Regions from separate parts of the Mus musculus genome. Here all the other regions are linked to region 6. A link is a contact called in public HiChIP or PLAC-seq and promoter capture Hi-C data. All regions are on one chromosome and are shown on one strand. Each heading gives the region's core, a stretch centred on a gene start, on an enhancer-like site or on the middle of the called end of the contact. The rest is flanking DNA. Distances are from core to core; before and after follow the strand shown. Region 1 has its middle 39 kb from the start of Ccdc71l. Region 2 has its middle 38 kb from the start of Gm40375. Region 3 holds the start of Pik3cg (phosphatidylinositol-4,5-bisphosphate 3-kinase catalytic subunit gamma). Region 4 overlaps Bcap29 (B cell receptor associated protein 29). Region 5 has its middle 53 kb from the start of Gm40375. Region 6 holds the start of Hbp1 (high mobility group box transcription factor 1).

Region 1 (4,774 bases), core at 1,226-3,725, 390 kb before region 6:
GGACTCCTCAGCCATGTTGTAGGCCTCTACAAGTGCTTTGGGTAATTTCCTCTTGTTGTATCTCAGTTTTTGGTATCAAATAGGCAAAAGATAGAGTTCTTGCCTGTTGGATTGAAATGTCTCTGTTATGGCTGATTTTAATTCCTGACCTGAAACAATGTAGAATCATCTGAAAAGGGAGTCTCCGTGGGGAATTTTCTGGATAGGTTGAAGCCTTTAGGTATGTACATGAGGAATTGTCTTATGTTTGTTTGTAACAGGGTGCAGGTGGTTTTCTAGGTGGTTGTCATTCCTTGCCATGAACAAAGAATTGCATCATAGGGAAAGACAGAAACTCAAGTGTGGAGAAAGGAGCAACTTATTTTTAGGGATGCAAGAGGTTTAAGGCTGAAAGTCTGCTAAACAGAAGCTGGCTTGGGTATTTTATGGGGCTTCTAGGACCTGCTCCTTACCCTGTCAGTCCCTTTTGGAAAAGTACCCCGTGCCCACCTTACCCCAACCCTACTTCATGTCACTGCCATCACACATCCCACCCCATGCCCTACCTCTACCCCATCTACATGCCTTCTTGAAGTTTTCTCCTGTTCCTTTTAGGAACAAGAAGTTGCCATCTCAGGGACCCCACATTTTATCCACCTGTCTGCCTTCATTAGAAATGGGACTGGGTGCTGCCCTTCCAGCAGGTTGCCAAGTTTGTTCCCTGGCACAGACAAAGAATTGAATGACACATTGCTGAGAAGGGTAAAATAACTCTATCCCTTCCAGCTGGGATGGGAGAAACCTAAGACTGGATAACCTCTAAGCAGATCACAGGCTTGGGTATTTTAGGGGGGCTCCCTGGGTCCTCCCATTTCCTTTTTTGGTCTTGTTTTTTAAAATATTTTTATTAGGTATTTTCCTCATTTATATTTCCAATGCTATCCCAAAAAACCCATACCCTCCCCCCCCCCGCGCTGCCCTACCCACCCACTCCCACTTTTTGGCCCTGGCGTTCCCCTGTACTGGGACATATAAAGTTTGCATATCCAGTGGGCCTCTCTTTCCAGTGATGGCTGACTAGGCATTCTTTTGATACATATGCAGCTAGAGTTAAGAGCTCTGGGGTACTGGTTAGTTCATAATGTTATTCCACCTATAGGGTTTGCAGATCCCTTTAGCTCCTTTGGGTATTTTCTCTAGTTCCTCCATTGGGGGCCCTGTGATCCATCCAATAGCTGACTGTGAGCATCCACTTCTGTGTTTGCTAGGCCCCGGCATAGTCTCACAAGAGAGAGCTATATCTGGGTCCTTTCAGCAAAATCTTGCTAGTATATGCAATGGTGTCAGCGTTTGGAGGCTGATTATGGGATGGATCCCTGGATATGGCAGTCTCTAGATGGTCCATCCTTTTGTCTTGTTTAGATACATCCCAACTCTGGTGCCCCAACTCCGGTGCCTTCTTGCAGTTTCTCTTTGAATTGTTTTCTGGGAACAAGAACCTGCCATTTCAGGAACCTGCTTTCACTTTCCCTTTGTCCTGTGACCATCTAACTCTCCTTTCAATGAGAAGACCTGCTCACTATGAGTGGTGCCATCCCCTGGGTTTGTGTCCTGAACTACCTTAGAGACAGACAGTGAATTGAGAATTAGTAAGCAAGCTAACGCTCATTCTCTCAACTGGAGTTAGCTTCTTCTAGGTTCTTCCTGCTGCTTTGACTTCCCTGAAGCAATATACTGCAAGCTGGGTGAGCTAAATTAAACCCTACACCCCCAACCCTGCCCAAGTTGCTCTTGTCAAAGTATTTTGTCACAACAACTGGAAACAAAACTAGGACAGTCTCCTGTACATTGTTCTCTTGAGCAGCCATTTTGTGATGGGTATGATGAGGATTTAGAGTTGTATAAGGTTTCTCATGAGATTTTAAACTGTTTATCATAAGAATGTTTCCTTTCTTTTATGCATGATTTGAAGGCACAACTTCTAAAGTTATAAAGAGAAAATTTAAAAGCACAAAGCTACTAAAGTGGGTGACAAATTTAGAATCCATGTCTATAAATATCTTCCCAGTTTAAGAACAACACAAACAGGCAAAACATCAAGGGCTATGATCAGCTAGATCAGTTCCCTCTTCAAACCAAAACCAAAACCAAACACCAGCTTGGGGGAGAGGAAAGATGGCTCAATAGATAAAAAGTGTTTGCCCTGTAAGCATGAGGATCTGCATTTGAATCTGCAGAACCTAAGTGAAAGCCAGATGTGGTAGCACATGTCTGAACTCCCAGTGCTATTACAGCACAGTGGGAGGCAGAAACAGAAGAATCCTATCCTTGGACGCTCATTGGCCAGCTGGCCTGGTATACACTGGGATCAACAACAAAAGAGATCATGATTTCAAACAAGGTGGAAGGCAAGGAGTGGTTCTGAGGTTGTCCTGACCTTCTGTGCGTGTCACAGCAAATGCATGTGAAAGAAAACAAACAAACCAAAAACATAAGCTAAGATTTTTGTCTTAGGTATGGCATGTGTCAGATAAGCTTTTAATGAGTCTCCTCTGGTTTTACAACTGTGTCATCTTCCCATCAGAGATAATGTCTAATATTTATAGTGTTGGAAGTTTAACCAGTGTTATATCTGCAGTGTAGGAATTAAAAAGATTAATGAAAATAGAGTAGCTTCATTAAGCCAAACTCTTCCAAGTTTCCTTGTTTCTAAATGTGTTTCATTCTTTTCTGAAGATCTGGTCTATTAAGATGTCTGAAGTGTGTGTCCCCTGGGTGTACTTAAACAAGAAGTTCTGCATGGCTGCTGTGCCAGACGCTGCTTCTGTGAATGAAGAATATACTCCAGTAAGCAGTGGTGTGTGGAGATCCTGAAAAAGAATGACACTGGTGGCAGAGCCTCAGCCCCTCTGTGAATGCTAAACAGTTCAGCAAGCAATAGAGCAAATTCTGCCTACTCAAATGGAAATGTATGTGCAGACCACTCAGTCCTACTTAACAGCTAGAAGGCACATGACTTTGATGGGCTTACTGTGATCTCTCAAGAAAAACAGGAGTCAAGTTATTAAGTGTTTATTTAGCATCCTGAGAGAGAGAGAGAGAGAGAGAGAGAGAGAGAGAGAGAGAGAGAGAGAGGAAAGGAGGGAGGGAGGAAGGGAGAGGGAGAGGGAGGGAGGGAGGGAGAGGGATGAAGGGAGGGAGGGAGGGAGGGAGGGAGGGAGGGAGGGAGGGAGGGAGGGAGAGAGAGAGAGAGTATTAGTGTAAATGTTTTTCTCACAGCAGGACCAAAATATCTATTTTGTTCACTGCAATATATTTAGCTTCTAGTGTTGGTTCAAGATGTCTTGAAGGAGGTTGCCTGGTCCAGTGTGAGATGAAGACACTTGACTGTACCCCCTTTACATCTCTATTAGCACAGCTATCCCAACATCAGTTCTAAGTGGGAGTCAGGAAGTTTTCTTGATGTCTGCAACATCAGCTATTTAGACCACATTGGTATCTTTCAAATAGAAGTTCAATTAGTAAGTCACAACCCATATATTTTCTTATAATGATGAAAGGGAAAGAATATTTAGGTCTTTCCAAAGAGCGTATTAGTAAGTAAGCCTAAGGTTGTCTTATGAAATGTATATTATGACTGCCAAGGGTGAGATGTGGTAAGAGGGAAAGATAGAGAAAAGGAGACTATGCATGTTGGCCAATGAATGGTCTTATGAATATTACATTTGAGTAGTATCTACCAGAGAATGAATGAGCTCACATTTTTCAAAGAGATGCTATAGTTTTCTGATTATCCAAATTCTGCATGAATATTAGGTTACTTATGCTCTCATGTTTTAACAGACTGTTGCTTGACCAATCATGGGTTCTAGGTTCACAAGATGGAGAGGCAAGTCCAGGGATTGTCCTGCAAATTGACTGTATACAAACATGTACTGCACAGCCCCACCCCCATCCCCTGTTCAACATCTGGCCTCAGAGCAGCACCTTTATGACAGTGACATTTCATCACCACCCTAAGTCCAAAATGTATATCAGAGCCCTCTCAGTAGTATACATTGTATGTTCTTAGAAAAGGCATGTGACGTAGATCCACTATTATAATATCATTCAGTGATGTCATTGCCCTAACAACCTTCTCTGTCTGCCTATCAACCCACTCCTTTTCTTGATCTCTCTCTAGTCTCCATAACTTTGCCTTTTCCATAATGTTGTATACTTTGGAACATCACATATGTATTCAGTCTGGATTGGCTTCTTCTATTTTGGGCTGTACATTTGTGATTCTTAGATACCTTTTCATGGCTTAATAGCTATATTATTTGTGGTTCTGAATAATAGTACATTGCTAAAATTTACACCACCTATCCATTTCCTTGTTATCTTAATCCAGTTTTTGTTGTTATATAACAAAGAACCTGAGACTGGGTACTGCAGTAAGGAAAGTTTGTTTCGATGTGGTTCTGTTTTGCAGGCTAAGTTGGGCAACTACATCCAAGGAAGGCCTTATGCTGTAGGAGATGTGTTGACTTTTCAGCTAGTCTGTACAGATCTCATCTTCAGGACCTGGGATCTGAGGGCCTGAGAGAATGGGGAAGACTACAGTCTAAGGCTGTTAACAACCTTACTTCAGTTCCAGTGTATTTTTATACTTGAATATAACAAAGAAAGCAGTGGCCCAAGAAAGGTTGTTTGAGTTCAGAAAAACATGATCAGAAAAAACATGTAGATAAATTCCAGTAGGCACATACTAAATATTAATAGAGCAGCCTTTTCCAGAACTTTCTCAGGACAG
Region 2 (4,632 bases), core at 1,755-4,254, 480 kb before region 6:
GTACTGTAATATTGAATCAATAGCACATGGTAGAGTATCTGCTGATAACACCATAAAAAAAGCACGGGCTCTAAACATCTTAACTTATTTCCAGATTTATGAATTCACCCACCACAGGTTTTCACTAACTCGGGTATGTCTATTGCCACTGAGTCTGACATAGCATATTCCTCCTTGAGTTGTACTAAATTCATTGTAGTTTTTTTTTTCAATTTCTTTGAAAATATTCTCACCTTTAAGTGGCTCCACACAGGCTATTTATAAATGTCTACTCTCTAATAACTTCCAAACTAGCTCCAAGTCCCCAAATAGATACAAACTGGACAATTTCAGTAGAGGCTATGAGCTAGTCAAGAGATGACAGTCACTCTAAGTCACTTGTCTTTTCTCTTAATTACTATTATTAATGCCTTGCTTAGTGTCCTCGATGCACAGCAACTGTCCTCCTCAGGAGAAGCCTCGTTAAGCTTGTTTTCTTCTGACAGCTCTGTAGCTGCTGCAGACAATGCAGCTGAGTCAACTTACTATTGTTACACAGCTTTCCTTGCCTGGCTAGTGAAGGAGCTACTCTCAAATTTTTTTGGTTGCAGACTTTATTTTTGTGAAGAAATTTGACCATAAAGAGAAATCTGTTTTAAAATTTCCTAATCACTGCTTTCCCATGAGCAGGAAATTTTGGCATAGTTATTTAGTCTAGTTACGTTGATAACATACTATGGGTGTTTACACAGTGTTACTACCAGTAACAATCATGAAACTGTTTATACTCTCTTGTACCTGAAAATGTGATATTAAACGTACATTTCTCCTTTTTTATTGTCTTTCCTTGGTGCCTTAATAGGACTTACTGACTTCATTAATAAGTAACCAATAAAATAACATAACATAAAATAAATAAAAGGAGGAGTAGGGAGAACATCAGAGAGTTGGGAGTGAAGAATGGAAGGGAGAGAAAGGGCGAAGAAGAATAGGGAGGCAGGAGGGCTATAACCATATATCATTTGACATACTGGTGAATTCTAGCAGCATCTTGAATGATGCCAAGCCACAGTACAGAGTGATGAAAGTACCACACAGCCTGTGCCTCTGCCACGAAGCTCTGCCATTCTAGTTTGAAAGCAAACAGACAGCTGTAAACAGATTATTTCTTTTGACCAACTCTTTGCTAACATTATTGCTATTGTAAATCTTTGCTAACAATTTATAGCCCCCTAATCCCACAGATGGTTCTTTTAAAAGATGTAAACCACCGTACACGTGGGCACACAGCTGTACTCCTGGCCCTTGGGAGACAGAGAAAGGAGACTACAAGTTCAAGGAAAGCCTGGTCTACTACGCCAGGCCCAGTCCCAGTCCCAGGTTCTCTAGCTACATAGCAGTTCTCTATCCCTTCTCCAAAACAACAAAAAGTTCTAAGACACATTAGTTGTCAGGTTTGGGGAATGGGAAGAGAAGTTGACTAAATGATGTAGCAGAATCATGTGACTCCTAATGATGGTGACAGCTTCAAGAAGCTTTAACCACTAAGGAGGGTGGGCATCTCTGGGGACAAATCTCCTCTACTTGATCTCAGCTAAAATATTTGGAAAACACTGAAGATATCCAGAAGTGTTCCCTATACACCAATTTTATGATATGAGATAAGCCCAAAGGGAGGTCCAGATATATTCTTGCCTACTGTTTTAACCTCTACATAATCTTCAACTATATCTTCAAAACTGTGTCCACCACCTTTCCTTTTAGAACTATGAACTTAAACTAAGCATGCTTAAGGATGCAATTCTTTATTTTTATTTTTTATTGGATATTATCTTTATTTACATTTCAAATGTTATCCCCTTTCCTGGTTTCCCCCCCTCCCGAAAAGCTCCCTATGCCTTCCCCCCCTCCCCCTGATCACCAGTCCACCCACTCCTGCTTCCTGGCCCTGGCAGTCCCCTATACTGGGGCATAGAACCTTCACAGGACCAAGAGCCTCTCCTCCCATTGATGACCAACTAGGCCATTCTCTGCTACATATGCAGCTAGAGTCGTGAGTCCCACCATGTGTTTTCATTGGTTGGTGGTTTAGTCCCAGGGAGCTCTGGAGATACTGGTTAATTCATATTGTTGTTCCTCCTATGGGGCTGCAAACTCCTTCAGCTCCTTGGGTACTTTCTCTAGCTCCTTCATTGGGGACCCTGTGCTCAGTCCAATGGATGGCTGTGAGCATCCATTTCTGTATTTGTCAGGCTCTGGCAAAGCCTCTCAGAAGACAGCTATATCAGGAAACTCTTGTTGGCATCCCCAATAGTGTCTGGTTTTGGTGATTGTTTATGGGATGGATCCCCAGGTGGGGCAGTCTCTGGATGGTTATTCCTTCAGTCTCTGCTTCACACTTGGTCTCTGTAACTCCTTCCATGGATGCAATTCTTAACTGAGCATGCTCGGGAATGTATTCTTAACTGAGCATGTTCAGGAATGTGCCCACCTCAGAAGTGCTTTTTTTTTCTTTTTTTTTCTTTTTTTTTTTTTCGAGACAGTGTTTCTCTATATAGCCCTGTCTGTCCTGGAACTCACTTTGTAGGACAGTGCTTTTTTATTTACTTGCTTTTTTATCTACTATGTATAGGCTTCTCTCAGGCTTCCTTTGTTCAAGGTGGTCATTGTCTTATAAATACCTCCTTTGCTCTTCTTACCTCCAATAGATAATAAATCTCAGCTCTTTTATTTCTTGGCTGTGTTTGTTTTGGGTTCTACATTCACCAAGATGTGATCCCAATCATTTAGCTACAGATTGACAACTTAGTTTGAGACTTCCTGCTCAAAGGCACTGGGGATTTGTTGCTCAACTCCTAACAAGACAGGCAAGGAAGTCGGGTAGCATGTCCCAAGCTGACCCTGTACTGCTGGAAAAGAGGCCTGAGCCAGGGAAGGAGCATCTTCTTCAGGGCTGACTCACTGCTTCTGCTGTGTCATCAGGATTCTATGACAACTTGGCAGATATTCCAAACCTTTTGTTCAGAAGTTTCCTGAAACCAATGAATAGTGTTGAACTCTTGAGTCAGCTAATAGTCACCATAACAGAGCCAATAGGACAGAAAAGTGCTCAAGGCCAGCCATGAGCCCAAGACTACATTTTAATCTGGGGGTAAGGGTGATTGTGTGGGACTTTTACTGGGGAGTCACCACACTTATACACACACACACACACACACACACACACACACACACACACACACCTACTCACCTGGTTTAGGGAACCTACAATAGACCAAAGTAAGTACTCTATCAAAATACAACTTGGTGAACCAGTGAGGAGTGTGTGTGTGTGTGTGTGTGTGTGTGTGTGTGTGTGTGTGTTTTATTGAGGTTGCTGATAGGAGTGTGGGTGAAGGGTTACTTAAAGGAACAGGGATGACTCAAAAGTAATTGCATCACCCAAAAGCCCACCCTAACAGAGTGATGACTCACCAACCCTTCAGCCCTGGAGCAATGTACATTATTTACCAGCAACTCAACTAGGCCAAGAATCTCTGCTTACCAGTTCAGCTGATCAGAGTGTCCCCTGTCCCCACCCCTCCCCCACAAATATTTATGATGTCTTTAAGTTGGCAGGAGAGGAATATAGATCATATTTCAACTTTCCTAGACTTGTGAAGTTTCTTTCCTCCTGACTTTCATGATTATCCTTCTTTCAGGAGGGAAGGAACATTTCCATTGGGAGGAAGTGACTGTAAAATGAAGGTGAAAGACAGTCTCTTTGTGGGCTGCCAGTAGGCCAGAAACTGTGTCTTCCATCTTGGGATAAAGATTTGAACATAAAAGGCTTCAGAGGTCTAGTTAGTAAACAGAAATTGAAGAAATGACTGCCAGTGGTTTCAAATTTGGGGTTTGGGAAACATCTACCCTGAAGGTTTGAATAAAGACAAGCAGCTCTGACAAGGAGGGCAGGGTCCCAACAGGTCAGCTTTTATATTCTGGAGCCCACAAGTGGGTAGTGTGACACTTTCAATGCTGTAAAAATGCCAGAGCCAAAATCTTTATCTGTGGAAATAGAGAAGTCTCATTTTCACTTGTCTCTTATTTTTTTCTAATAAAGAAATCTGTTGTTCATCCTGGGGGAGAGTTGCTTCCTCTATTACTGTCAGATTGCGATTCTTCACCAAAAGACACACAGTCACACACACACACACACACACACACACAGAGAGAGAGAGAGAGAGAGAGAGAGAGAGAGAGAGACAGAGACAGAGACAGAGACAGAGACAGAGACAGAGACAGAGTGGGGAATATAAGTGAAAGGGTCTCTTTGGGGCTGAGGAATGCCTTTTGTGTCCTATAACTGATCTACTTGGACTCCCAAGTATGAGCTGATAATAATAGTGACCATTTTAAAACCTATTATGAAAGTAACATCCATTTGAATGCTATTTCCATCTCTAGCGTGTATATCATTTGATACTCAGTTTACAGTAAGCCCGTAGTAAATATCAACTTAAACGGAGAGAAAGTCAAAGAAATCCCACTAAAGTCAGGAGCCAGACAAGGCTGTCCATCTCTCTATATACCTATTCAGTAGAGTACTTGAAGTCTTATCTAGAGCAGCTGGAGGAGATCAAGGGGATACAAATTGGAAGGGGAGTAGTAGAA
Region 3 (4,983 bases), core at 500-2,999, 260 kb before region 6:
AAGGACCCAAGAGCCTGAGTCTAGCATTTCTGAAAGCGTGCATATGCATGTGTGTGTAAAGCTGGAAAGCTGAGAATTAGTCAGCTCACAGTCCCCTCAGGTCAGCGTCCCCTCTGAAGAGCCCTACTCACTTCACCTGCTGTCAGGGCCCCCCCAAACACACACACACACACACACACACACACTGAGTGAAGCATAACTTGGTAAGTCTTCCCCCCTAAACAATTCAAGCTACCCTGAGACTTGTAAAGATACCAACCTCTCAAGGAAGTATGCTTACATAGAAATATGCTTTGGAAAGCTGAAATACCCCCTTTACATATCTGAAATTCAGCAGCCTTTGAATCAAGACTTGACCACTGCTATTGACTCTTAAACCACTATTTTAAAGCTAAGACCCAAAGGACTTTATCTTTTATGTACTGTTTTCCTTGTTGCTGTGACAAAGCATCCAACAGAAGCAATTTAAGGCAGAACGGGAGTTATTTTGGTTCCCAATTTGAGGGTACAGTGCATCGTGGCAGGAAAGTCATGCCGGCAGGATCATAGAGCAGCTGCTAACATTGCATCTGCCATCAGGAAGCAGATGAACAGGGCCTGCCGTTCTCTGGCTTTCTCCCATCCAGAACTGCAGCTCCCATGTTTAGAGTGGACCTTTATATACTTCACCTAAGCCAGTCTAGAGACAGGCTTATAGGGATGCACAGAGATTTGTCTCTTAGATTCCAGATCCTGTCACGTTTACAATCTGTACGAACCATCACAAGGACTGTGTGAGAGGAAATAGAACAGGTCAGAGACTCTATCTCAATATCCACGAAGCTCAAAGAAACTCATGAGGCTGTGCTTCGGAGGGCTGTGTGAGGCTCCTCTATCCTTCTTGCTGTTCCAGCTGGAATCCTTGACAGCCTAGTGGGGGAGAATAAGCCCTGGTATAGAGACCCCTGGAACAGGGGACGACTGGCTATGCTTAGGGTTGTAGAAGGAATTGAGGTTACTTGGAAAATATAGGACTGCTTTAAGAAGAATTCAGAGCCTGCCTCCTCCCTGTTCTCCAAGCCTGTGGAAACTGGAAGCCATCTCTCAGTGATTACCTGCCTGGAGCAGGCAGTTTCTAGCTCCCTAATGTCGCCAGGAGAGCAATGTCCTCCTGTTTTGTCTGACTAATTCATTTTCACACACACACACACACACACACACACACACACTCAGCATATCAGCAACAGGCACACACATTGCATGCTGCAGGACTTTCAGTTTGTGATATTTTGAGACTTGAATGGTCTAGAAGGGAGGCAGGGGGAGGTCTCACCAATGTAAGGAAGTGAGTTCCCAGGCTTTGCTCTTGCAAGCATCCAGACTGAGCCCAACAGTCCACAGTTACAACACACACACACACACACACACACACACACACACACTAGGGCTTATTCGAATTCTCAAAGGGAAATAGATTTCACTACAAGCAATCCAATACTGTGGCTACGCAGCCCTTTCTTCTACTTATTGCTAGCTACACACACGCTTCATTTGTTTATGCCTTGGGTATATTTTTGGTTTGTCTGAGTCTCTCACAATCTTTGAAGAGTTAATTCAAAGAGTGAGAGAAATAGTAAGGCAAACACCGTTCTCTGTTCCGCTCTGCTCTGTGTGTGCTTCAGCAGGAAATGCATTTCTGACACTTTTAAAATGAGCAATCACATGTATAATCAACTTGGTTAAAACTTCCTTCCTGGTAACTGCAACACTTCCTCTGCATCTGGATATGAAGGGAGCCCCAGAAAAGAGGAAGAGACGAGGTGCCCCGGGTAGGTCTAGATTCGTTTTTTTTTTTTTTTTCCTAAAGTAAACAAATGATCCTCCTCCGCATCACCTCCAGGGCTGCCTCAGGTACGACTGCTTTCTGTTGTTTGCTCTTTGCTTGGTATGACTTGGAACAGTAACACCTTCCTTCTCAGCTAGAATCTTTTTGTCTGGATCCATTGCCGGTTCAAGCTGAGCCAACCCCCGAGCGTCTGAGTTTCCTTGTCTCGGCGCGCTTAGACTGTGTACATCCACAAAGTTCCGTCCAGCAAGGGCTTGCAGGTGCACTAGTTCTTTCTGTTTTTGTTTGTGCGGAAAGGGGCGGCCACAGAGCCCGTGACGGACAGGCTCCAGAGTCGACCAAGTGCTTGCTTGGGAATTCTGTCCAGACAGTGTTTTTGTAAGAGGACAAAGCTACTTAGTCCCAGCCATGAGGAAACCCAGTGAGTATTTGGTCAGCCTTTTCTCTTCTGTACCTTGTATCGTGCTATATAGCGTGAGTTCCTGCTGTCACTGAGGCAGATAACTGAGTTATATTTGTATGCTTAAATTTGGACATGTTTTATTTTAAGTTCATGTCAGTATCAAAATAGTTTATGGTTCTTTTCTTTGTTGGTTATTCTATACTATACCAAAAGACCAAAGTGAATGCTTTAAGCTACCAAGCAACAGTTGTTTGGGACAGTTGGTTTCATTTATTTACTAAGTATAGCTTCATTATATTTTAAAAGGAGGGAGAATTGACTTTTAAAATAGTTTAACCCAAGAATTGTACATAAGTTGAGATCCAATGTAACTTGTCTTTTATAGCTTTTAATCAAGATCTCCTTTGGGGTATATAATTAACACTCCACTGTTCTTCAGGAAAAACTAATTATGGATCTCATTAACATCAATTAGAGAGTAAATGATATTTTCTGAAATATTTTGTTTCAATATTTGAATGTGGTTTAGAATATAATGTAGTACCAATGTAGCAATGTTAAATATTAAAATCAAAATTTTTATGAATCATTTTTATGGATTATTTTTTAGTTTTGGAACTCTGAGCATTTCAGTCATTAGTTGATGGGTTCATAGTTATGCTTAAATACCTTGTAGAGGGCAAATACCTAAATATAGGTAATATGATGGGAACAAATTTGTAAATTCCTGCTATGGAGATGAAAATATTAGGACATAAGGAAACTGAATTATTGTTTCGGGTCATGGGAGGGCAGGAATCACGTCTTCTACTGTGTCCCCTCTAAAGCAGAGGCAGGCCAAACCAACTGGCTCAGTTAAAATTACCTAAAAGTTCATATTGGTAAAGTCCATGTATGTTAGCACCTCCCCCTGCCCTAATATAGCAGTGATAGCTGGAATGCTCTGCATTCCATGACCAAAATGGTATGTGTGGGGACACGGCTTTGATTACAATCTTCACCAGTTTTACTACACTTGAGTTTTATGAATGGAATGACTAGCTTTCTTATATAGAAAGAAAAAATGAAAAGAAAGAAGACAGGAAGTTGACTAGGGAGACTGGGTTCAGACAGTTTGAAAATAGAGAAGATGAAGCAAGATTGGGTGTCTAGGTTAGAGAAGTGTGAGACTGAACAGAGGAAATGCATCGGCATTGGCTTGTTCTCAAAGTGATGTTCAGGGTCTCACACCGCACCTTAGGGACTCAGCCTTTGCCCTCCACTGTACTGTCTTATGCATCTGTGAGTTTCAGGGTACTTACAAACAGTTGCCATTTTGAGCCAGTAAATGACAGACACTGTGCTAGATGAGGGTTTAACATATTTTTGTGCACATGTGAGGGCGGTATATTGTGTGGTGTGAGCATATGTGTGTGCAGGTGTGCAAGTATACCTGCAGAGGACAGAGGAGACTCTCTCCACCTTATTCCTTTCAGACTGGGTCTCTCACTGAACCTGGAGCTAGGCTGGGAGACAGACAGCAAGCCCCAGTAAGTTTTCTCATCTCTGCTCTCCTCCCAACACAGAGAGAGAGAGAGACAGACAGACAGACAGACAGAGACAGACAGAGACAGAGAGAAAACGTTAGAGACAGACAGACAGAGACAGAAAGAGAGAGAGACCCACCCCTGGGGTTACAGGTCCATGGGGACAATGGTAATGCTTATATGGGAGGTAGGGTATGAACTCTGACCTTATGTTTGTACAGGAAGCACTTTTATCCACTGAGCCATCTCTCCAGGCCCATGGTGCATTAAATGAAAACATCATACACACACACACACACACACACACACACACACACACATACACACACACAAAACTAAAGAAACGGTGTCAGCATGGTTTTTTAAAAAGCTGCGCTGCCTTATTTAACTTTTACCTCCATCTTCTATTTGTAAATAATCAAATTTACATATAAAAATCAGGCTCGGATATTAGGTAGGCTACATCACTCAAACAGTAAGTAGCTGGCAGGGATTCATGTTCTGACCAGCGCTGCTAAAGTCAGCGCTGCCTCCATCTTTCTTGGTCCCTCCAGGCCTTGTGCTCACATCAGCCCACCACACCTTCTCTCTGCCATCATACAGGAATGTGCAGGAAGCAGTGTCTCTTGACAAAGCTCTGTTTCTCCACTCCCAGGTCGCATAGGGCATGGAGCTGGAGAACTATGAACAACCGGTGGTTCTAAGAGAGGACAACCTCCGCCGGCGCCGGAGGATGAAGCCACGCAGCGCAGCAGGCAGCCTGTCTTCCATGGAGCTCATCCCCATTGAGTTCGTACTGCCCACCAGCCAGCGCATCAGCAAGACTCCAGAAACAGCGCTGCTGCATGTGGCTGGCCATGGCAATGTGGAACAGATGAAAGCTCAGGTGTGGCTGCGCGCACTGGAGACCAGTGTGGCTGCGGAGTTCTACCACCGATTGGGCCCGGACCAATTCCTCCTGCTCTACCAGAAGAAAGGACAATGGTATGAGATCTATGACAGGTACCAAGTGGTGCAGACCCTAGACTGCCTGCATTACTGGAAGTTGATGCACAAGAGCCCTGGCCAGATCCACGTGGTACAGCGACACGTACCTTCTGAGGAGACCTTGGCTTTCCAGAAGCAGCTCACCTCCCTGATTGGCTATGACGTCACTGACATCAGCAATGTGCACGATGATGAGCTAGAGTTCACTCGCCGCCGTCTGGTTACGCCCCGCATGGCTGAAG
Region 4 (5,142 bases), core at 1,287-3,786, 340 kb after region 6:
ATATTTCCAACACATAAATTTAAAAAAAAAAATTGAGAAAGACAAAGTAAGCACCAGTCTGGGATATCAGTTGAGAAACTGCACTGTAGGATCAAATTGGTGCATCCTAAATCTAAGTCTACAAAGCCAACTGTTACTGTGCTGAAAAAGTCCCAGTAGTTCTTAGTATATCAATACTCATAGTAAAGTCGATACTCCAAACCCATCGTCATTCTAACAACATATTGAGTGTGGGTAGCTTGACACCCCTCCCCAGCCCCCACTGCAGGCAGTGTGTCAGCATGTGGAGGCAGATAATGCTAGACATTGGCCAGACACAAGGAAACCTGCCAGGTATTCATAGTTAAGACTGTTGGCTAAAGTGATGGTGAATGCATAGGCCTTCTCCAGTTTCAAATCTCTTCCACTACTTTAGGTTGAAGGTAAATAGGATTCGGTGACTAAATCAAGACCTACTTGAGATCATTACGAGTTTAGGTTTCCTTTAAGTTGCTCTCAGCACAATAGAAGTTCTCTGAAATATTACTTGCTATTGTTAAAGATCTATTTATATTATTTGGACAGGAGTAATTTCATGGAGGCATGTTTGAATTTTAAATTGAAATTCCAAAGATAAAAGCTAATTCTATATACAAAAACCCAGATGAGGATATTTCATGTGCTGCATAATTCTTTAGTCAACTTCACTATATTTTTTTAATTTTTAATTTTCTTATATGTGTGGGTGTTTTCCCTTTATATTTGTATGTGCACTACATGTGTGCCTGGTGCCCTCGGAAGCCAGAAGAGGGCATCAGATACCCTAGAAATGGAATTGTAGACGGTTGTAAGCTTCCACGTGGGTGCTGTGAACTGAATCCAGGTTCTCTGGAAGAGCAGCATCTCATCAACCCCTAAAATGTGTCTAAATTTAGGCCGTGAAACAAAAGCAGCAGCCAAAGACAGCTTAGAGTCAGTGCATTAGAAATCCAGACCCCTTCTAAACAAGATTGTCCCGGTATAGCTGCAGACTCAAAAGTCTTCTTTTCATTTAATATTATTATATCTACTGTAATTCAAAAAGATGTAGATATAGTTAGGAAAGTTTAACATTTATGCAAAAATTAATTTAGTAGTTCCTATTCTCTGCAATGATGATTTTTTTAACTCATAAAATGTTCCTATTAATCCTTTTAGAGAATGTAAGGAAGTATTTCAAAAGTACATTTAATTAGTAAAAATAATGTTACAAAATCTTTTTTATATCTGACAGGGATCTCTTATTTTGTGAGTAGATAATATAACATTAAAACCAAAACAAACCAAAACAAAGCCAGGAGTTTAGCTCAGTTCATTCAATGTTTGTCTCGCACACACAAAACTCTGTATTTATTCCCTAACACTTCATAAACTAGGCATGATGGTTCACGACATTGATGTGAAAGGGGTCTTACCTACAGACTGGGTTTCAGACCAGCCTTGCCAGCATAAAACTGTAGTAATATTAATAATAACTGTTGTTGTTGTTATTATTATTATTATTATTATTATTATTATTATTATTTCAGTCAATAAAGTGCTTGTCAAGCAAGGAGGACCTGAAGCTGGGCATAGTGACATACACCTTTAATCCCAGCCCTTGGGAGGCAGAGCCAGGCAGATTTCTATGAGTTTAAGGACTGCCTAGTTTACATAGTTCCAGGATAGATAGAGCTACATAGTGACAGTGAGATCTGTCTTGAAAACAAGCAAACAAAAGAAGGCCTGAGTTCAAGCCCTAGCAGCCGTGTTAAAGCCAGCATGGTGACAGTCAACTATAGTTAGAGCTCTGGGGAAGCAAAAATAGAAGGATCTTTGGGGCTTGCTGGCCTAAGTCTTTGTGTGATCAGTAAGCAACCAGGTTCAGTGCACCCAGTGTTGACCTCTGGCTTCCATAAGTACACAGCATAAATAAATGTAAAAAGACAAGAAGCTCTAGCAAGGTTGCTCAGCAGTAAAAGTATTCACTGCCACCACTCACTATCTGAGATGGAGCCCTAAGATCCACGAGATAAAAAGCAGGAGCCAGCTCCCTCAGCTTGTCCTCTTACCTCCATGTCTGTGCTTGCACGCATTGTCACACTCTCTCTCACACAACAAACACTAAGAATAACTGAATGAATGAATGAATAAACTGTAATGTTTTCCAAATATGATAATAGGTGATGTTCCTCTCCAAGCAATTTAGTTTCCTCTTTCTTTAGCACTCAAAATTTATGATTTACACTTTACAAAGCTGAGGCTTGAGGGAGGCTGAGGTGTTTAGGATATTCAGTCAGGTCAAAGCCACAGAGGGAGTCAGATGCACACTAAAATTTAAAAAACAACTTGTAATTCTGAGATACTTTAAACTTTAGCTTCTTAATCCTGATTAAAACCAAACTCAATATTGCTTCAGTATTTATTTAACAGAAAATGTGGGTGTTTGGAGAAAATGAACTCTTTAATAATATTGGCATTGCGTTTATAATCTGATAAGAAGCTATCGGTCCTGTGTTGAAATGTAGACTCTCTGACTCCTTTCAATGGGAGTCAGGGTTGAAGTCAAAGCAGCCTTGTCCTGTTTGAGTGAGTCTTGTCTGGTTCCTGCAAGGTGTGTAATATTTTCTGAACACATTTCATTAACATGGAGTACTGTTTTAGGTACCTTCCTTAGTGACCTTGAGACGCTCAAAAGCTCTGTTTCCAGAGATGTTTCTTTGGCTGTTTTCTGGACTTATACCAGACAAATTCATACAGACAAGACTAAGAAACTGTATCAGCTGATAAAGTTTTATATGATTAACAGTACAGTGCCCAACACACAGCTGCATCAAATACTCATTTAAATATTTCCAAAATTGGGGATATTAAGATGACATTGCTTAAGAACTTTTCAGAATGATCTTTTAGTCATCCTGGTATGTTATAGGCTGTTTCCCAAAGGAATTTTCTCTTGTGCTTCTATGATCCATCTTAAATATTTTCTCCAAAGTTATTTAGAGAAAATAAAGTACTAAATATAAAGGCTTACTTAAGCCAATTTTAGCGCCAAAACAGAAAAGTAGTATTCTTTACTTTATTCTTACACTCTCCCAGGGGCTGGAAAAATGACTCAGCAGTTAAGAGCACTTGTTTCTGGACTAGAGAGATGGCTAAGTGGTTAAGAGCACTTGTTGCTCTTCCAGAGAAGCAGCGTTTGTTTGCCAGCACCCCCATGGCGGTTTACAATTGTGTGTCACTCAGTTCCAAGGAATCCAGTGCTCTTTTCTAACCTCCTGGGGCTTCTGCTTGCACATAGCGTATATACATAAACTCCTGCACACACATAGAATAAATATTTTTAAAAGAACATTATACTAGTAAATATTCCAATTTTAAATCCCTGGCTCAGATTTTGACCAGTTAGTAAGCTATTTCTGTGTTTCAGTACATTAATATTATCTCTGAGATCAGAAGAGAGCACACATATCCCAGAGCACCTAATTTGTACTCAAGACAACCTAGTCAGGTGCAAGGATCTAGTCTTTCACTTTAATAGTCCATTTAACAATAAGTCTGCTATCCCAGTGTGTTGAGTAATTGGGAAAGGGCTTTGTTATGAAAAATGAGATCCTAAGATGTAAAGAATTTGTAAAGCTCATAATAGAAATAAACCTGTGTGTAGAAAACCTACTGTTCAAAAGATTAACTTAAAGACCCTTCAGAATAATTAGTAGTTGTTGTTCCTACAACTATATCTTCCTCAGTGTTTCTTCTTATAGCTAGAGGAAATATCTAGAACTCAAATATTGAATGCATTTAGGCCATGGTAAAGCTACATGGGACCTAACTAGACATGACAGTACCTGTACCTCATGCCTTTAAGAACAGGACTGTCACAGGCATGGTGCACCCTAATCTCAGCACCAGAGAGGCAGAGGCAGGTGGATCTCTGTGAGTTCATGACTAGCCTGATCTACAAAGCTAGTTTCAGACCAGCCAAGCTGTTTGTTATACAGAGAAATCCTGTCTCAAAAACCAAAACAAAAATACAGGATTACACTTGTAACTTGCTTTACTTAAAAAGAAATCATTAGGGCTGCCAACCTTAGAGCAAAGGTTATCCAGCAATTCATGCCTCCTTAAAAAGGAACCTGGGAGAAAGCATGGAAACCTATAATACTAGGATTACAGGGGTGGAGACAGCAGGATCAGAAGTTCAAAGCCATGCTTCACTACAACTCACAATCACATTCGGCCTGGGCAATTAGAGACTGTCTCAGAGACAAACAAGAATTGAGGCACAGTCCCTGATCCTTTTTCCTACTCCTTTCCCTTTCCTTTTTAATTTTTTTTATCACCAAAATTTTTTATTAGAAATTAGATTACAGTGCTAGGCAGTGGTGGCACACGCCTTTAATCCTAGCACTTGGGAGACAGAGGCAGGCAGATTTCTGAGTTCAAGGCCAGCCTGGTCTACAGAGTGAGAGTTTAGGACAGCCAGTGCTACACAGAGAAACCCTGTCTAAAAAAACAAAACAAAACAACAACAACAAAAAAAAAACCCCAGAAATTATAGAAGCAGTACATTTATTATGAACAAATAAAAATTAATCACCAAATTTTAAGAATTCTTCAAAACATTCTTTGTAAATCATCTAACATGAAGAATAATTAACACTTTTCTTAAAAAATATACCTGTTGCCAGGCATGTTGGCACTCACCTGAAAACCCAGCACTTTAGTGGCTAAGAGCAAAAGAATTATGAGTTAGAGGCACCCGGGTTATATAGCATGACCCTGATTCAAAAAGGAAAATATATACCTCTTAAGGGAAAAGCAAATGTTTAATGACTTTTCTAGATAAAGCGTGTCTAGCTAGGACAGAGCCTGAGTGTAAAGAAGGTACGTGTACCTAAGTGCTGGCAGCGTGCAATAGAGACTTCAGTATGGGGCCAGGGGACAGTAGACTTGTGTGCCCTTTTTAAAATACTGTTGGTTCAATATCTTCCTAGGTGAATGTCTATTACTTTGCCATACCTTGAAAAAAACCCTAAAATTCCCTTTCATAGACTGCCTTTATAACCTCAAAATATATATTTTTTTAATTTCTTTTTTTTTTTTTACCAGTAGTTAAGTATACTAATGTAGGAATCAGAGACT
Region 5 (4,647 bases), core at 860-3,359, 500 kb before region 6:
CTAAAGATATTAATATCCGTCCAATAATTCTGTTTAAAACAAATCTCTGATCTCCCCTGTAGCATGGACCAAACATGAAATGTGTGACATGACAAAGCCTTAGAGTCTCTGGGTCTTTTATCTCATGACACTTAGCAGTATTTATAATAGCATGGGTGTATTTTTTTAGGCCTTCAAGAAGGGTGAAAATTTGGAACAGGTATGCTTGGTTCACGGTGTCCCTAAGGAGAGCAGCACTTTTTCTTTTGTAGAACATGATTTTAATATTTTCAACAGTTAATATTCAACAAAGCAGAATAATTATTTTAAGATATATTTAGTAGTTATGTCTCCCTTTTAATTTCTGATTTTATTAATTTGGATACTGTCTCTGGTTAGTCTGGCTAAAAGTTTATCTATTTTGTTGATTTTCTCAAAGAGCCAACTCCTGGTTTTGTTGATTCTTTGTGTAGTTCTTTTTGTTTCTTTTTGGTTGATTTCAACCCTGAGTTTGATTATTTCCTGTCATCTACTCCTCTTGAGTGTATTTGTTTCTTTTTGTTCTAGAGCATTCAGGTGTGCCAACAAGCTGCTAGTGTAATCTCTCTTCAGTTTCTTTTTGGAGGCACTTAGAGCTATGAGTTTCCCTCTTACCACTGCTTTCATTGTGCCCCATAAGTTTTGGTATAATGTGTCTTCATTTTCATTACATTCTAAAAAGCCTTTAATTTCTTTCTTTATTTCTTCCTTGACCAAGTTATCATTGAGTAGAGCATTGTTTAGCTTCTATGTGTATGTGTGCTTTCATTGTTTTTGTTGATATTTAAGACCAGCCTTAGTCCATGGTGATCTGATATGGTGCATGGGATTGTTTCAATCTTCTTGTATCTGTTGGAGCCTGTTTTGTGACTGATTATATGATCAGTTTTGGAGAAGGTACTGTGAGGTGCTGAGAAGAAGTTATATTCTTGTGCTTTAGGATGAAATGTTCTATAAATATCTGTTAGATCCATTTGGTTTATAATTTCTGTTAGTTTCAGTGTTCTCTGTTTAGTTTCTGTTTCCATGCTCTGTCCATTGCTGAGAGTGGGGTGTTGAAGTCTCCCAGTATTATTCTGTGGGGTGTGATGTGTGCTTTAACCAGACTAGATGGAGCCCATGCCACTGGTCAGGTGGAGTTCCTGGGTGCCCGGGTCCCACTGCTCCCAGTTACTTCTGTCTAGCACACTTGATATCTAGCAGATGTCTATTAGGCACTACTGTACTAAAAATAGAATGACAGTGGGCAGAGCCTAGAAAGTTCTAGTATATCTTCTGTGTGTGATCTTGTGCTATGGATTCCAGTTTAGTCCCTATCATTAAATCATAAATCATTTAATCTGTTACTTGAAGGTAGTACTTATTCGTATATTAAATGTATTAGTTATCTCAAAGGGAAACAGAAAGTATTGCATTTTTAGATAGTTCATATGTCAAATAGATGATATTTTAGCCTACAAAAGTCCTCACCTTTAGAGACAGTGACAAACAGAAATAGTGAAAAATCTGTTTGGAAAAGAAAACCTGATTATATGGTAAACACTGTGTAGAGTGTACCAGGTTATTTGCTATGTTGGTTGTATACTTCATGCTTCAGAGTAGGACTACTCCACTATGTTTCAGATAGTACTACCACCAGTGATGTACTAACAACAACAATAATAATCTCTGAGATATTATCTGCCCACAAACACAGAGCCAGGAAGGATGGATAAGCAAGAGCTTCACTCTGACTTTCCTAGTATAACCTCCAGGAAAGTGCTCGATCCTCCATTCTAATGCTCTCTTCTGACATTTTTAGATAACATTCATCAATGCTTGTTTTGTTTTTCATAAAAATTATCCATATTAAAGGTAAGGAATAATAAAGACTATTATTCAGAAGTAAGTACTTTCTCACTTTCAAGTTTCAGTTAGAGAGACTACAGGATTTATTTTAAACCCTAAAATCAAATTCAAATGTGCTTATAAATAACATGTGTCTGACTCAAACAATAAACAATAGACTTTGACCCACATATTTGGGAGATGTTTGGCTGCCTGGCATGTGTCACCCAGCTTGCAGGCTGGGTGAGCAGATGTTTAAGCGTGAGTAAGAGCAATAATGGTTCTTCTGTCACTCTTAGTGTACTAAGCCACAAGTAGCCAAGGAGACAGATTGCTCACTGAGAGAGAGAGAGAGAGAGAGAGAGAGAGAGAGAGAGAGAGAGAGAGACCTCCAAGATCTCCAAGGCTCTAGGCAAAGGCAGAGGAGAGCTCAGAAACCTCTTCAGATATGAATTTTTAAGAGTCCAGAAAAAATAAAAATCAAAACAAGTGTGTGTGTGTGTGTGTGTGTGTGTATGTGTGTGTGTGAGAGAGAGAGAGAGAGGGAGTGGAGAGAAGGATAGAGAGTAGAATATTTAGAATATATAGGGAGGATCTGGGAAGAGTTGGGGGAGAAGAAAACATGATTGAACTATGTAATACAAAAAATATAATTCAAGAAATCTGGAGAAAAAAGAAAAAAGAATTCTGAAAAACAGCTACTAGGAAAAGCAAGAGGCCATCATGAATATATGGTTGGAGCACAGTTCAATCCCTTTCTTTATGGGCTTTAATGCTCTAAACACCACATGGACTGTTTTAGAGAGGAATGCCACATTTCTGTTCAAGGGAAAGAGCATCCTATAAGAATTAAGAGAAAGCTGGGCCTGGTGACACATGCCTGTGATATGAACATTTAGAAAGTGCAAGTAGGAAGATCAGAAGTTGAAGGTTATTCTCTTCTAGTTAGCAAGATTGAGGTCAGCCTGAGAAAGGTGAGACTCTAAAAAGAGCAAAGCAGAGCAAATCAAAACAAGCAAAAAACCGAAGATAAACGAAAACCATATTCAAGAATTGCATACATTTCTTTATTCCTTATAGCAACTTCCCATTATTGGATTCATTTATCACAAATAGGGAAACCGTGGCCCAGAAACTTTAACTAACTTAACTCATCATCACATAATGTGTGATGGAGTAGTTATGAATCTAAATGTTTCTATGTCCGATCTCCCTTATAGTGTAGCTATGGGAAAACTGGTAGATTCATCATCTACTGAGGGAAAACTACAGAAGGGATCCTAAGGTTGAAATTCATGTGATTTCAGTGCAGTGTTGCACTCACCTTTCCAACTCCTTCAGCTCCCAGTATACCACGGTCACTGCATGTTTGTAGAATGATGGATGAGTAGACTAAATAGTGGGCAGATAGGTGCTTGGATAATCTCATCTCTAGGCCAGTGAAGTTGACTGATTTTTTTCCCAGATTGATGTAGGCAGGTAAAATAGGAAAAGCATTCTTTAGCAATCTGCCACTAATTATCTTGGCTATTTTGCTGGAAAGTTAAATACACATCTAGGTATTTGGGGGTGCTTTGGTTTCATAATAATAAGAGCTATCTTAGCTTTGTTTAGCCACCTTCAAGTAAGGCAGCAAGCCACTTGTCCCTTACCTGTATCTGTTTCTATCTAGTACATGCTAGGAGGACCACACCTCTCCATGCCAAGGTGACCTAGATGTGGTTCTGGTCTCACCCCCCCCCCCCTTTTTTTTCCTTTTTGGTTTTTATGAGACAGGCTTTCTCTGTATAGCCCTGGCTGTCCTGGAAATCCGAAATCCACCTGTCTCTGCCTCCCAAGTGCTGGGATTAAAGGCGTGCACCACCACCGTCCGGCGGGTCTCATCCCTTATTAACAATTTCCCATATCATGAATTAGCTCTGAGAGGTTAGTTTCAATTTCTCTTTAACTTAGTCTCATGGGATTAATTATTTCCCAAAGCAAATGCCAAGAAGTGCAATAAACTTTAAAGCTGTTTAAATGGGATAAATGAAAGTGTCATTATGGTGGCCAAGGAACCTCTCAATGGAATATGAATATAAGTGGGAGGAGAAGTATGTGAAAAGGAAGAGGAACTGGAGGTAATATTGCCACTTTGGCCTTTGGTCCCTTGGTGTATGTAGGGCTTGACTTCCTTGATGGACATGTGTCCTCATTACCCTTCTCTCTTTCAGAAGGAGATCTTACTTCATATTCAATAAAAATTTCCTGAAATATTCCTGGAAGTGTTTGAGAATAACAGTAATTTTCATCCTCATCCTTCTTCTTTTATTTAATTGGACATTTTATTTGTTTATATTTCAAATGCTATCCCCTTTCCCGGTTTCCCTTCTGCAAACCCCCTATCCTATCCCCCCTTACCCTGCTTCAATGACAGTGCTCCCCCCACCCACTCCTGCCTCTCCACCATAACATTCCTCTACACTGGGGCATCAAACCTTCATAGGACCAAGGGTCTACCCTCCCATTAATGTCAGATAAAGCCTCTTCAGCTCCTTCAGTCCTTCCCCTAACTCCACCATTGAGGTCCTTGTGCATCCGCATCTGTATTGGTCATGATCTGGCAAAGCCTCTTGGGAGACAGCTGTATCAGGCTCCTGTCAGCAAGTACTTCTTGGCATCAACAATAGTGTCTGGGTTTGGAGTCTGCATGTGGGATGGATCCTCAGATGGGGCAGTCTTTGGATGGCCTTTCATTCAGTCTCTGTTCCACTCCTTGTACCTGTATTTCCTTTAGACAGGAGGAATTCTGAGTTAAAATTT
Region 6 (5,098 bases), core at 1,774-4,273:
AATGCTATCTGAAAGTTTGGTGACAGTATTTGAACTCTGGTTTGGTCTCAACTGTAGTATTTGTTGAACCCTTTGATAAAGAGACTAGTGAGTTCATAAATATTCAAGTAGATGTCACGGGCTTTCTCTTCTACTTTGTTTGGCAAAGTAGCAATTGTTGTAGAGATGGTGAGATCCAGGAGTACTGCTTAATTTTACTTCTAGATAGATGAAATAAATTCTAAGTAGTGTTTCTCTAATCTTAAAACTATTTTTTAACCATCTTTAACCAACTAAAATTTGTTTAAAACAATTTCAAACTGTTGGTATTTTGATTTTTTTTCACATGTTAACAGATTTTATACATGTGCACAATATACACAGTAACCAAGAGGAGGCATTAATTTTTTTTAATGTTAATCTTAGCCTGAAAATATCTGAAGAATAAGACTTTCTAAGATGTTATTGATCTTTGTTCTGGCTTTTGAGTTGGCTGCTTTTGTTGGTTAACCAAGAATTAAATGATGATCATGTTAAATATGCACACGGCACTAGGTGTTCACTTAGTTCCTCAAGGAAGTCCAATGGATTAAATATCTGCTGCAAGTTGGGGGTGGGGGTAGATTCTAATAAGTGCATTTATCTCTGATTAAAGTATCTTAATCTAACTTATATTTAATGGCATGGACATAAGATAAACTATGACAAATGTTTTAAATCTTTGAATTTTCAGAAGGAGTCAATAAATAGTATTAAATATATGAATGAATGGGAAACATCTACAGTTAGTAAGACATCATAATTAACATGCAATACCTTTATCTGAAGTCAAATTTATTCTTCCCACCCTGGTAATTTACAGCTAAAAGCAAAACAAAACAAAACAAAACAATCCAACCCACTACGGCTTTTGGTAAAACCTGGAAAGTCCTGGAGAGTGTTTTTACGTTTGGACCCCCCAGCCCCAGCCCCCCCCCCCCCCACCTCTTTTCCTAAGTATCAGGGGAAGTTGGTGTTGGAGTTTACATACATGCTCATGAGGACCGGGTAAGTCAGTGGCCCAAGCTTTCAAGCTTTCAGTTTTGGAAACACAACCTTTTAGTTTTGAGAACATATGAATATCACAGGCACTAGTTTTAAAATATTAAGCATACTCCAAGAATAGAGGCTACTATTGTTTAGTTAAGAAATTAATATTGGTGTTTCTGTTTTTAAGTTATGGGTCTTGCTGGAATTCCACTACAGAAGTACCACAAACACGAAATGAGTGAAGCACGGTCATGCTTTTTGGGATCACTCTACAGTATCTGAAAGTTGTACACTAGGGTCTTACTTTTTTACTCGGGGGTGGGGGTCAGGCATTTTGGGAGGGTTTTCCTCTGGATTATTTTGAGGAAAACAATGCTTGTGAACAGAATATTTGTGAGCAGAGTATCAATCCCTGCTCACTTGGGCCGGCTATTTTAGAAATAGTTTCCACTTCAAGAGTCCAAAAGCAGAACTCAAAGGAATTTGAAACCTTGTTTCAACCATGTACCAGTAAATCTTTTGTTTACTGGTTTTGTTCTGTAGCTTTCAGGTCTAGAAATGCGGGCAGTTTTGAAAGATGACCTCGAGCTCTTCCCTAAATTGACTTGAGCAGAATTCGTACTCCTTTCTTTCTCAATTTCAGCACATTTCTAGTAATAGGAAGAAATAAAACCTAATCCATACCCTACATGATTAAACACTTCATGTTCAAAGAAAAAAAGCTCAATAATGCCTATAGTAATGCTTATAATGTGAATAGTAAAAATGCCAATTACAGACTGACTGCACCCAGATGCTATGAGCAACCTCCTTTAAAAGGAAGCAACTAACACAGAAAAGCCATTCCCCACTTTTGGTAACTCCCTTAGAAAAATCAGGAGGAACTTCTAGTAGAAACAGAGTGGAAAGGCAGTTTTCTGTCTGAACGCTTAGGGAGGGAGAGACAGTTAAAAATATTCACCAAAGACACAAGTAACCTAGCAACTAACTTCGGACAAATACAGTCTATCTACACTCCTCTGTATTAATTTAAAAGAAAATGTAGGCCAATAAGGAAACATCGCTTCGAATGCCTCAAATTCAAAGCAATAGTCCAGTACTCTAAACAGCTGTATAAATTCTTGAGTCCGATACTGTCTCATTCTTAAACCCTACAGTACATGGCACTTGGCTGTGTCTCAACTAATTCTGGTCAAACTGGACACTGGTAAATCTTCCCCAGTTGTTGTTGGCGGCGTATTGAGTCAAGGGCTGGTTAAGTTTAAAAAAAAAAAAAAAAAAAAATCTGTCTAGCTCATCTGCTAAGGGAGGGCAGTACTGAATCAACTTTTGTAATCCCCAACGTGCTTGGGCCGTGATTTGTAAGTGATCAAGTCCCTGGCTAGCCTGCACTGCTTCCGCTTGTGCAGTCATCTTCTTCCCCTCGCACTAAAACAATACCTTGGCCACCAGCCAAACTTTGAGCAGCAAGCGACTCTGCTGTTTATGGCCTGGAATGGGTGCTGAAATACCCAACCAAGGACGCTCTAGGCCCTCTGGGAGGCCTAAAGGAAGAGAGGTGGCCCTGGCTTTAAAACACTCCTATCCTCCGCCCCCTCCCTTTTGTCTCAGACACCAAAACAAACGAGCTGATACACGTGTCCCTATGACTCTTGTTTACTATCAAGACTGCGTTGTGCGCGTACCTCTGGGATATGTAGTTCAGTCAGCTCCTCCCCCCCGGTAATTTCCTCAGCTAAGGAGCAAGGCTGAGACTACTAACCCACAATCCACTTCGATAGCAAAGTTTGGCTCCCGTCCCCCGTGTCTCGGCAGCAATCCAATCCAAAGCGCTTTCTGTAGTGATTGACAAGCCACCTTCTCCAGTAAACACAAGAGAAAAGTCAATACATGCCCGCCCACCGAGACGGACTACGGCACTTTCCAATGGAAAGGCGGAACCTTAGAGTGGCAGTTCTTCAGACCAATTAAAGACGAGAAAGGTGGACGAAGGCTCAGCCCCCCGGGGGCTTCAGGGGAGGGGGAAGACGAAGCTTGAAAGACTTGGTAATGGCGACGGGTTTGGTAAGTAGGAAAGTTTCGGCTGAGGAGTAAACGCGGCGGTGGGAGTCGCGGCGCGCCACAGAGAGGTGGGCAGCCGTCGGGAAACGCGCAGGCAAGCAGCTGGCGACGCTGTCGCGACAGACGGCCTGCGTCCTGACTCTGTGTGGTCGCGGGGTTTCTGAGGGGTGGGGGGTGGGCAAGGGAGGGGCTGGAGCTTCGGGGCCGGGCAGCGGCCGCGAGAGCGGAGACCCTTGGGACTCTGGGCACTGGATCCCCTGCGCGGAACCCGCCGTCCGGGCCTCCCGGGAGCTCTCCGAGCCTGGACGGCCGCGGCTCCCAGGACTCGGGGTGGTGGGGGTGGCGGAGCTCGGGGCTCGGTGGCGCTCGCGGTGGGGGCCGGCGGGGAAGGGGCCGGGGCAGGGGAGGGGCCTGGCGCTCCGGAGGGCTCCGGAAAGTTTGCCTCGCCACTCCCCGCTGCGGGGGCCGAGGGCGGACGCCGGCCGCGAGCTCCAGCGGGCCGGGGGCTCCGGGGAGGCGAAGCTGCCTCCGGGGCCCGGGCCGGGCGGGGGAGCTCGCGGAGCCGTCGGGCCCGGGGCTCATTGTTACGCAGTTCGAATGAATGGGCTCCGAGGCGCCTGCGCGGTGCGCGGTGGGGCTGCGCTAAGGGGGAAAAACAAGCCTGGCGTCCAGGCTGCGGTCACATGATGGGGGGGAGGGGAGGAAGCGATGAATGGCGAAAGAGGTGGGGGTGGACTTGGCCGGCTCCGGGAGGCGCTGCTCGGCCTGACCCGGCGACTAGGCCCGCGGGCGAGGCCCGGCTCCTCCCTCTGCAGGCCGATTTAAACAAAACAAAAAGGAGTTGGGGCGCAGCCGGCTTCCCGAGCCTCGCTTTCGCGTGCTCCCGGCGCTGAGCGCTCCGGAGTTCACTCCCTGGGACTTCTCAGCCGGCGAAGGCACTGACAGCTGGGCGGGACACGGTTCCTGGCACTTTGTACCTGCTGGGGGGGACTCAGTTGGGCTTAAGGGAGCTTTATTCTCTAGGGAGAGGGGCGGGGGTTTAGGATGGGTTACAGTCGAAGAATGATTTTAGCAATTATAAATACTTAAGTAGTTACAGCGGTGATTTGGAGCCGTAATTTTGTGTTTTGGTTCCGGTGTTTCACCTCTCCCTTTAACCCCAGCTTTGTCGAACCAAGAGTATTGGGGGAAGTGGAGTTACATTGAAAAAAGAAAACTTAAGACAAGTTTTCGAGATACCTTAGGCTTTTGAACATTACTTCAACTCGACTAGTAAATTTCAGAACCTTTTTAAATTTTTTTCTATTATAGCTCCCAGTTTAGTTTTATAAACCTATTTATCTTTTCTTCCTGGGAAAGCCCTTCCTTTGTTAACTTCCCTGACTTAAATACAAGGATGCCCTCTCAGTGTTTTTTTTTTTTTTTGTCATACATTTCTCAAGTGAACTTGAAAGGCAGTTTGTTCCGCTCTTAATATACCGTCAGATTATCACTATTGTATTTTATCTTTAGACTCTGGGCCTGAAGGTTCTTTGTGTGCACCACAATCTGGTCTGTGTATCGGCTGGAAATAAAGATGTCAGTACTCTCTTACAAGTTCTCCTGTTATTCCCCAACTGCTAATAAAACAACGGCAGATGGTTTCTGTGTTTTAAATTTCACATGTGTACAAGAAGGGGAAAACAAATCTCATAATTCAGAAAATTTGAATCATTTCAATTGTTACTACCCAAAGTCAGTAATAATTCCGTGTACTTTCATATTTTGTTCTGCATTTACTTTACTCCTGGTCATACTTTATATTACATTTTCATTATGGAAGTTAGAATTTTTTAAACCCATACCTGGTCTGTAACCCCAGCACTTGGGAGGTATAAGCAGAAAAATGGGTCATGACCTTGGACACATACTGAGTTCCAGACCAGCCAGGGCTACTTGAAAAAAAGAGTGAAATTTAAAATTTAACCTTATTAGAGCATTTTTTTTTTTTTACTTTTTTTGGTTACTTCAGTGTGTGTGTGTGTGTGTG

What was found. Promoter capture Hi-C pulls out the DNA fragments that hold promoters and counts their contacts. HiChIP or PLAC-seq counts read pairs in DNA pulled down with a chosen protein or histone mark. Capture Hi-C pulls out chosen DNA fragments and counts their contacts.
Region 1: a promoter capture Hi-C map of the C10 cell line shows a contact between it and region 6, with 4 times the contacts expected there. The contact joins the enhancer-like site here to the promoter of Hbp1 in region 6. A contact is called at or near these places in 4 of 39 promoter capture datasets (the 3T3-L1 cell line, the C10 cell line and liver), 1 of 15 datasets of contacts at CTCF or cohesin (the NIH/3T3 cell line), 1 of 484 Hi-C or Micro-C datasets (uterus), 3 of 115 datasets of contacts at active chromatin or transcription factors (T-cell acute lymphoblastic leukemia, bone marrow-derived macrophages and large pre-B cells) and 1 of 9 other capture datasets (embryonic stem cells).
Region 2: an H3K4me3 HiChIP or PLAC-seq map of bone marrow-derived macrophages shows a contact between it and region 6, with 10 times the contacts expected there. The contact joins the enhancer-like site here to the promoter of Hbp1 in region 6. A contact is called at or near these places in 4 of 39 promoter capture datasets (the 3T3-L1 cell line, 3T3-L1-derived adipocytes and liver), 1 of 15 datasets of contacts at CTCF or cohesin (the NIH/3T3 cell line), 1 of 484 Hi-C or Micro-C datasets (adipose-derived mesenchymal stem cells), 1 of 115 datasets of contacts at active chromatin or transcription factors (bone marrow-derived macrophages) and 1 of 9 other capture datasets (bone marrow-derived macrophages).
Region 3: a contact with region 6 is called in a promoter capture Hi-C map of liver. The contact joins the promoter of Pik3cg here to the promoter of Hbp1 in region 6. A contact is called at or near these places in 14 of 39 promoter capture datasets (3T3-L1-derived adipocytes, the C10 cell line, the HPC-7 cell line and 9 more), 4 of 15 datasets of contacts at CTCF or cohesin (CD8 T cells, the NIH/3T3 cell line, large pre-B cells and 1 more), 14 of 484 Hi-C or Micro-C datasets (the 63-12 cell line, B cells, CD4 T cells and 10 more), 31 of 115 datasets of contacts at active chromatin or transcription factors (the 230-238 cell line, CD8 T cells, DN3 thymocytes and 18 more) and 6 of 9 other capture datasets (adipose tissue, bone marrow-derived macrophages, embryonic stem cells and 3 more).
Region 4: a promoter capture Hi-C map of the C10 cell line shows a contact between it and region 6, with 2.6 times the contacts expected there. The contact joins the enhancer-like site here to the promoter of Hbp1 in region 6. A contact is called at or near these places in 2 of 39 promoter capture datasets (the C10 cell line and HPC-7-derived erythroid cells), 1 of 484 Hi-C or Micro-C datasets (hematopoietic stem and progenitor cells), 5 of 115 datasets of contacts at active chromatin or transcription factors (embryonic basal ganglia, embryonic stem cells, extraembryonic endoderm stem cells and 1 more) and 2 of 9 other capture datasets (adipose tissue and pancreatic islet).
Region 5: a contact with region 6 is called in an HNF4G HiChIP or PLAC-seq map of pancreatic cancer cells. The contact joins the enhancer-like site here to the promoter of Hbp1 in region 6. A contact is called at or near these places in 3 of 39 promoter capture datasets (the 3T3-L1 cell line and hippocampal neurons), 1 of 115 datasets of contacts at active chromatin or transcription factors (pancreatic cancer cells) and 1 of 9 other capture datasets (macrophages).

The regions. Positions count from the first base shown.
Region 1 is chr12:32,337,357-32,342,130 of GRCm38.p6, reverse strand. No RefSeq gene overlaps it. Among named protein-coding and RNA genes, the nearest start is that of Ccdc71l, 39 kb to the left of the region's middle. Within about 2 kb of position 2,475, at least 28 of the 459 cell types and tissues checked have an H3K27ac peak or open chromatin away from gene starts, as enhancers often do. A contact at or near this core is called in uterus, where this site is marked.
Region 2 is chr12:32,433,588-32,438,219 of GRCm38.p6, reverse strand. No RefSeq gene overlaps it. Among named protein-coding and RNA genes, the nearest start is that of Gm40375, 38 kb to the right of the region's middle. Within about 2 kb of position 3,004, at least 57 of the 459 cell types and tissues checked have an H3K27ac peak or open chromatin away from gene starts, as enhancers often do. A contact at or near this core is called in the NIH/3T3 cell line, adipose-derived mesenchymal stem cells and bone marrow-derived macrophages, where this site is marked.
Region 3 is chr12:32,205,425-32,210,407 of GRCm38.p6, reverse strand. Pik3cg (phosphatidylinositol-4,5-bisphosphate 3-kinase catalytic subunit gamma) reads left to right here and starts at 1,749. Exons shown (of 11, transcript NM_001146200.2): 1 at 1,749-1,890; 2 at 4,410-4,983. The coding sequence starts at 4,422.
Region 4 is chr12:31,611,540-31,616,681 of GRCm38.p6, reverse strand. The region is part of intron 6 of Bcap29 (B cell receptor associated protein 29); the gene reads left to right. Among named protein-coding and RNA genes, the nearest start is that of Bcap29, 21 kb to the left of the region's middle. Within about 2 kb of position 2,536, at least 6 of the 459 cell types and tissues checked have an H3K27ac peak or open chromatin away from gene starts, as enhancers often do.
Region 5 is chr12:32,448,868-32,453,514 of GRCm38.p6, reverse strand. No RefSeq gene overlaps it. Among named protein-coding and RNA genes, the nearest start is that of Gm40375, 53 kb to the right of the region's middle. Within about 2 kb of position 2,109, at least 19 of the 459 cell types and tissues checked have an H3K27ac peak or open chromatin away from gene starts, as enhancers often do.
Region 6 is chr12:31,948,170-31,953,267 of GRCm38.p6, reverse strand. Hbp1 (high mobility group box transcription factor 1) reads left to right here and starts at 3,023. Exons shown (of 11, transcript NM_153198.3): 1 at 3,023-3,072. The coding sequence starts at 3,058.